Linked DNA regions of Cricetulus griseus: region 1 is linked to region 2. The links are chromatin contacts, called in public Hi-C maps. All regions are on one chromosome and are shown on one strand. Each heading gives the region's core, a stretch centred on a gene start, on an enhancer-like site or on the middle of the called end of the contact. The rest is flanking DNA. Distances are from core to core; before and after follow the strand shown.

Region 1 (2,700 bases), core at 20-2,519, 260 kb after region 2:
AGGTAAGTCTTTGGGTGTTTGAGGCCAGCAAGGTCTGCACAGTGAGCTTCAGGGCTACATAGAGAAATCCTGTCTTTTTTTTTTTTTTCTTGGTGTTTTAAGACACAGTTTCTTTGTAGTTTGGAGCCTGTCCTGGAACTTGCTCTGTAGAGCAGGCTAGCCTCGAACTCATAGAGATGCCCCTGCCTCTGCCTCCCGAGTGCTGGGATTAAAGGCGTGTGTCACCACCGACCCGCTAGAGAAACCCTGTCTTGAAAACCAAACCAAACCAAAATTAAAAAAAAAAAAGTGTCCTGCAAAGGAGGGAGAGCTTTCCAGAGGGAGAAGGGAGAAGTACAGGCTGGCCAGGCTGGGAACAACCCCAGGATGCCTACCAGATCTTAGTTGAATCACCGAACATAGGAAGCTATGGGGATGCCCAGGCACACTTGACGATGATATACTTTTAGTGACCCTACTGTAGTTGGAAAAACTAATTAAAAAACACACTCACTATTGATCTTGTGTGCACACCCCACAGTGTGTGTGAGGAGGTCAGAGGACAGCTTGTGGGAGTCCATTCTCTCCTTCCACTGTGTGCTTTAGGAGCTGAACCACATTGTTAGGCTTGCACAGTGAACACCTCTACTCCCTCAGCCATCCCACAAGCCTGGAAATCAAGTCTCCATGGGACCCCGGCACCCCTGAAACCAATTGTGTTAGGGTCACACTGCGTGGGTTTCCTGACTGACATCAAGTTGGCAGTTTTTCAGAAGAGCACAGATTCCTGCTTTGATTTCCTGTCGGGAATCCCACAGTTTTGGTTCATTTCCTGCATGTCAGAGTTGCTTTTGAAAAGCTTTTGGTTGCCTCCTGTGACGTCCCAGGCCCCTCTGTAAACTATTTCTGTTCAGAGCAGTAACAAGAGACTTTGTTAGTGATGTTTTAGGATGGGGAGTTGGGACATTACAAAATCTTGTAAGCCTTTGCCCACATCCTCCTGGGAGGAACTGCTTTGCCGGATAGAAGTTGGCTTGTGGGGGAGAACCGTTTCCCACCCCGAGTTCAGAACTGCAGTCTTTACTGCCCTGCCCTATTGTACATGTACTGCTTTTCTTTGATACAGGCTCCTCGGGAGCCTCTACCTCCCACGTGCTGGCATGGCAGGCACATGCCACTATGTGCCACCACGTCTGGCTGAGTTCTACTTTCTTCTCTGAACTGAGGATGTGAGAAGTGTAAAGAGGAAATGCAATTTAAAAGAATTTCCTTTCGAGTGACCAGTCCTCAGGGCAGTTCCTGCGTGATTGTGGTTATGAGGCTGGTTTATACTCAAATTCCTGGCCGGCTTGCCTAATCTTGTGGCAATGTTATGAAATCCTAACTAAATTTAGAGAAAAGGTCTGAGCAAAAAACCAAGATAACCCCCAAATTTATTACAATGTTGCTTAACCTCACCTCAAAACTACTGCTGAAGGCTTCCCCTTTGCTTCTCCAAAAGCTTTTCGTCTTAATTAAAAAAAAAAAAAAATCTTTCGGGGTGTGAGGGGTGGAGAGGGGCCTTGGTCCTGCCTCAACCAGATGATGGGACAGACTTAGTAGACTTCCTAGGGGAGGCCTTATGCTCATCAGGGAGCAGAAGGCAGGTAGGGTGAGAGGGGAAGTGGAGGGAGCAGGAGGAAAGGAGGGAGGGGGAACTGGGATTGGAATGTAAAAAATAAATTAATAAAAAAATAAAAGGGAAAAAACTTTTATTTGACTTTATTTTATATATGTCTGGGTGTTTTGCTTGCAATCATGTCTGTGCACCACATTTGTGTCTGCAGAGGCCAGAGCCACCGAAACTGGGGATGCAGATGGTTGTGAGCCTTCATGTGGGTGCTGGGAACTGAACCGAGGTCTTCTGGAAGAGCGGCCAGTGCTCTTAGCTGAGCACCGAGTCATCTCTCCAGGCCCTACTAGGTGTTTCCTAAAGGTCATGAGCATCTTGGCAATGTCAGTATCTTTGTTCTAAGAAACAGCCCTCCCTCAAAGGAACAAAAGATATGGAACCAAGTATGAGAGACCATAGCCTGAGAACATAGATTTAGGTTTCCACAAATACTTCGGTCCAACTTGATTAACATATTGATGAAGTTCTATGGGAACAGAACAAAAGAACAGATCAAGACGCTTTTCATTTACTTTGGTGGGAACATCACGCAGGTGGCAGCCAAGTCGGAGGGATCCAGCTATAAGCCTCATGCTGTCGGATGGTGTTCTTAGCCTTTTGGTTAGGAAACTAGGGGCCCAGGGGTCTGTACAACCAAAGGATTCTCTGACGGTCACAAAGATGTTAGGTCACACACAGAGGAGTGTGGCAAGTGGCTATTGAGAGGGTAAAGATGCTCCAAGATAATATGGCTCAGGACTTGCCACATTCTCTCCATGTCACTGAAGTTCTCTGTCAGTTAGTTGGTCAGCGCTTGTGGTCACAGCTTCTTTCCAGGAATTCCCCTTCCTATTTCTTACAAACTCCTTGAATGAGACTGGAAAGTCAGAAATGGAATGAGACAGTTAGAATTGTTATTGGATTTGTATTGAATTTATAGATTAGTTTGGGGAACCATGCCATTTTTACAGCATTGAGCCATCCAGTCTGTGAACATGGTGGAGTTAGGTATTCATTTGGCCCTTTTAAATGTCTGTCAATGAAGTTTTGTGTTCTCCCCAACCTTCCTC
Region 2 (2,700 bases), core at 162-2,661:
AATAACCAGACGGAATAGAGGGAATAAGCAGAAATCTAAGGTCCCCAAGAGCCTTTAAGTCTCTTTTAGGTAGAATTGAAGGTCTGCCAAACGATTGTAGATACACAGTCTGCGTGCGAGCCTCCCCCACCCCCGCTCCCAAGAGATTAATAGCATCTATTCAAAGGATTCTGTTTCAAGGCAAATCAGTTTTAAAAAAAACGCAAAGTGCTTTTGAGTCCTGGAAATACATGCTGCCAGTCACCTGGTGCTCCAAGCCTGTTAGTTGACTTTGCCTTAAAGCGCTGTGGCATCCCTAAAGACAATCATTTTCTTTAAAAACAAAAAACAAACGACAACAACAAAACCAAAAACTGACATACTAGCCAGTGGGTCCTCCACAGGAGGAGCGAGGCAGCCCCTGCTGGCGACGTGGCAATCCCACGTCCTGAAAGCGCTACTCTTGGATTCGGGAGCAGGAAAAGCATGATTGGAGAACCAACCGGAAGGAAGATGCTGCAGAAGTGCCTGCCTAGCTTCTCACTTGGATACTTGCAATGAAGTAGGGCTAGGAGACCCAAACCGATGCCTCGGTTCCCTCTAGGAAGCCTTTCCAGAAGGAAAGGTCAGATTCTTCTCGGCTTGGCCTGTCACTACTGGCTGGACCTTTAGGGTTAGCATCTGCCCATAAGAACCGGATGAAGCGCCCCGAGTCCGCCAAGAGTTCCCTAGCCAAGAGGCCCCTTTCCTCCCTGCAGACTGGTCCCTGCTCTGCTCCCCGAGTTCCTCAGGTCGCCTCGGGCCGCCGGGCTCCGGGCCAGTCGCACCTTGAAGTAGGCGACTTGCAGGTAGTTGTAGGGACTCCTCTTGTTGAACTCCAGGTCCAGCTCTTCGCTCAGCAAGTGGGCAGCGGGCGGCCCGAGGCAGCGGCGCAGGCAGGCGGCACGGCGCAGCAGGGCCCCAAAGAAGCGCAGGTCGTTCAGGGCGGCAGCGCCCAGGTCCTGGCTTAGGTTGGGGGCCGGGCCGAGATCGAGGTCAGGAGCCCACGGGAGCTCGGCCGCGCAGCGTGTGCGGCAGCGCAGGCGGAGGGCTCGCAGGGCGGCCCGCGAGCGCAGCGCCCGCTCCATGCTCAGGACCACCCCGGGCCAGTCCCCGCGCGCGTAGGCGGCGGTCCCCTCTGCGTAAAGCAGGTCAGGGGCTGCCACGTCCCATCCCGGCTCAGACTCCTCTGCGGCCCGCGAGGAGGCAGCTGCGGCGACCGCCAGCAGCGCGGCCAGCAGCCTCCTGGCGCTCACCGCCATGGCCTTGCTCCTTCACTTAACGGGACAGCTCGCCTTGGGCACAATCCAGAGTCCCGCCCCACAGAAGCCACGGCCAGAGACGAGCCACGCCTCAGTCCAGGAGTCCGTGGCCAGGAAGCTTGCCTCGCCTCTTGCTTTCAGCCAATCCGAACACCGGCTCTTCGTGGGGCTCCGCCTCCAAGCTCAGGCACGCCGTTCAATGGCCCGCGAATGAGAAAGCTCCGCCCACAAGCTGTTGTGCGCCTGCGCTCGGACTGAGCTCCTCCCCCCACACCATCCGCCGCTGGCCGTGGGGCTGAAGGGCTGTCATGGAGGACCCGGCGACTCCCGGCCCGTTGGAAAAAGGCACGGCAAGTCCGGGGGTGCAGCAGGCGGCGGGTCCTGGAGGTAGGTGGGACTGGGTTGACCTGGGGATACGGTTGCAGCCGGGTGGCTGGTCTCTGCTGCCTCGCGGGAGGTTGAGGGCTACAACTTACGCCCGTGTTCCCGGGTGTGTGTCGCAGGAGCCCTGGTGGAGCTCACCCCGACCCCCGGAGGCCTGGCTCTGGTGAGCCCCTACCACACCAACAGGGTCGGGGACCCTTTAGACCTCGTGGCGCTCGCCGAGCAGGTGCAAAAGGTGAGGAATAGCTGTCTCCGTATTTTACCCTGCGTCTTTGAGCTCTGACCTTACATTTCATCTGCACTTTAGGTCAGCCAGTGAGCTCGGAAGTACGGGTTACCATTTCATTTCACACACGAAGAGGATCACTCTCCCCAGTTCTTTGTTGCAGTTGTTTTTGATACAGGGTTATCATGGAACCCACTGTTAGACTAGTCTGGTCTCCAACTCAGTTCCACCTGCCTCTGCCTCCGGAGTCCTGGGATTATAGGCGGGCGCCACCAAGCTCTGCTTCTATCCCAGATTATCCCAAATTCTTCAATAGTCAATTATTTTGTGCTGCTTCCCGTAAAATCTTTATCTGTTACCTAAGAGCTTGTGGGACTTGAATATATGCTTTCTCCTTCCTTTAAACAATTGGTGCCGGGGGTGTAGCTTAGTGGTTACACTTGCCTAGGTTGAATTTGATCCTCAGTACCACCTGCAAAAAGGCATAGGGTAAAATCCCCACTTTAGATTAAAACAAGAACAACAAAAACCGGAGACAGTTTCATCTTGTTGGATAGCCCAGACTGGCTTCCTATTCAGTGTCCCAAATGCTGGGTTGTTACAGGGGTGTGGCTGCTACACCTACTGAATTCCAATGAATACAGTATTTCTATGTCCAGAGCTTAGTTATGGGTTACTGTAACAGGTAGAATAAAGAAGATATGCAAGATAAGGGAAAAGGCATAAGTTTGGACACATTAGCTTTGGACAGATTGCTTCTCTCTGGTGGTCCAGTCTGTAAAATGAGAGGTTTGAGGTGGGAGAGCTCCT

The links. A called contact is a pair of places that touch in the nucleus more often than the background predicts.
Region 1: a Hi-C map of fibroblasts shows a contact between it and region 2, with 10 times the contacts expected there. The contact joins the enhancer-like site here to the promoter of LOC100754108 in region 2. A contact is called at or near these places in 6 of 8 Hi-C or Micro-C datasets (the CHK-Q cell line, the CHL-YN cell line, the CHO-K1 cell line and 2 more).

The regions. Positions count from the first base shown.
Region 1 is chr2:33,190,567-33,193,266 of CriGri-PICRH-1.0, forward strand. No RefSeq gene overlaps it. Among named protein-coding and RNA genes, the nearest start is that of Slc2a1, 120 kb to the left of the region's middle. Within about 2 kb of position 1,270, at least 1 of the 6 cell types and tissues checked has open chromatin away from gene starts, as enhancers often do. A contact at or near this core is called in fibroblasts, where this site is marked.
Region 2 is chr2:32,928,728-32,931,427 of CriGri-PICRH-1.0, forward strand. It overlaps LOC100754108, which reads left to right and starts at 1,412. Exons shown (of 4, transcript XM_027399093.2): 1 at 1,412-1,667; 2 at 1,784-1,899. The coding sequence starts at 1,589. It overlaps P3h1 (prolyl 3-hydroxylase 1), which reads right to left and starts at 1,334. Exons shown (of 16, transcript XM_027399090.2): 1 at 807-1,334. The coding sequence starts at 1,280.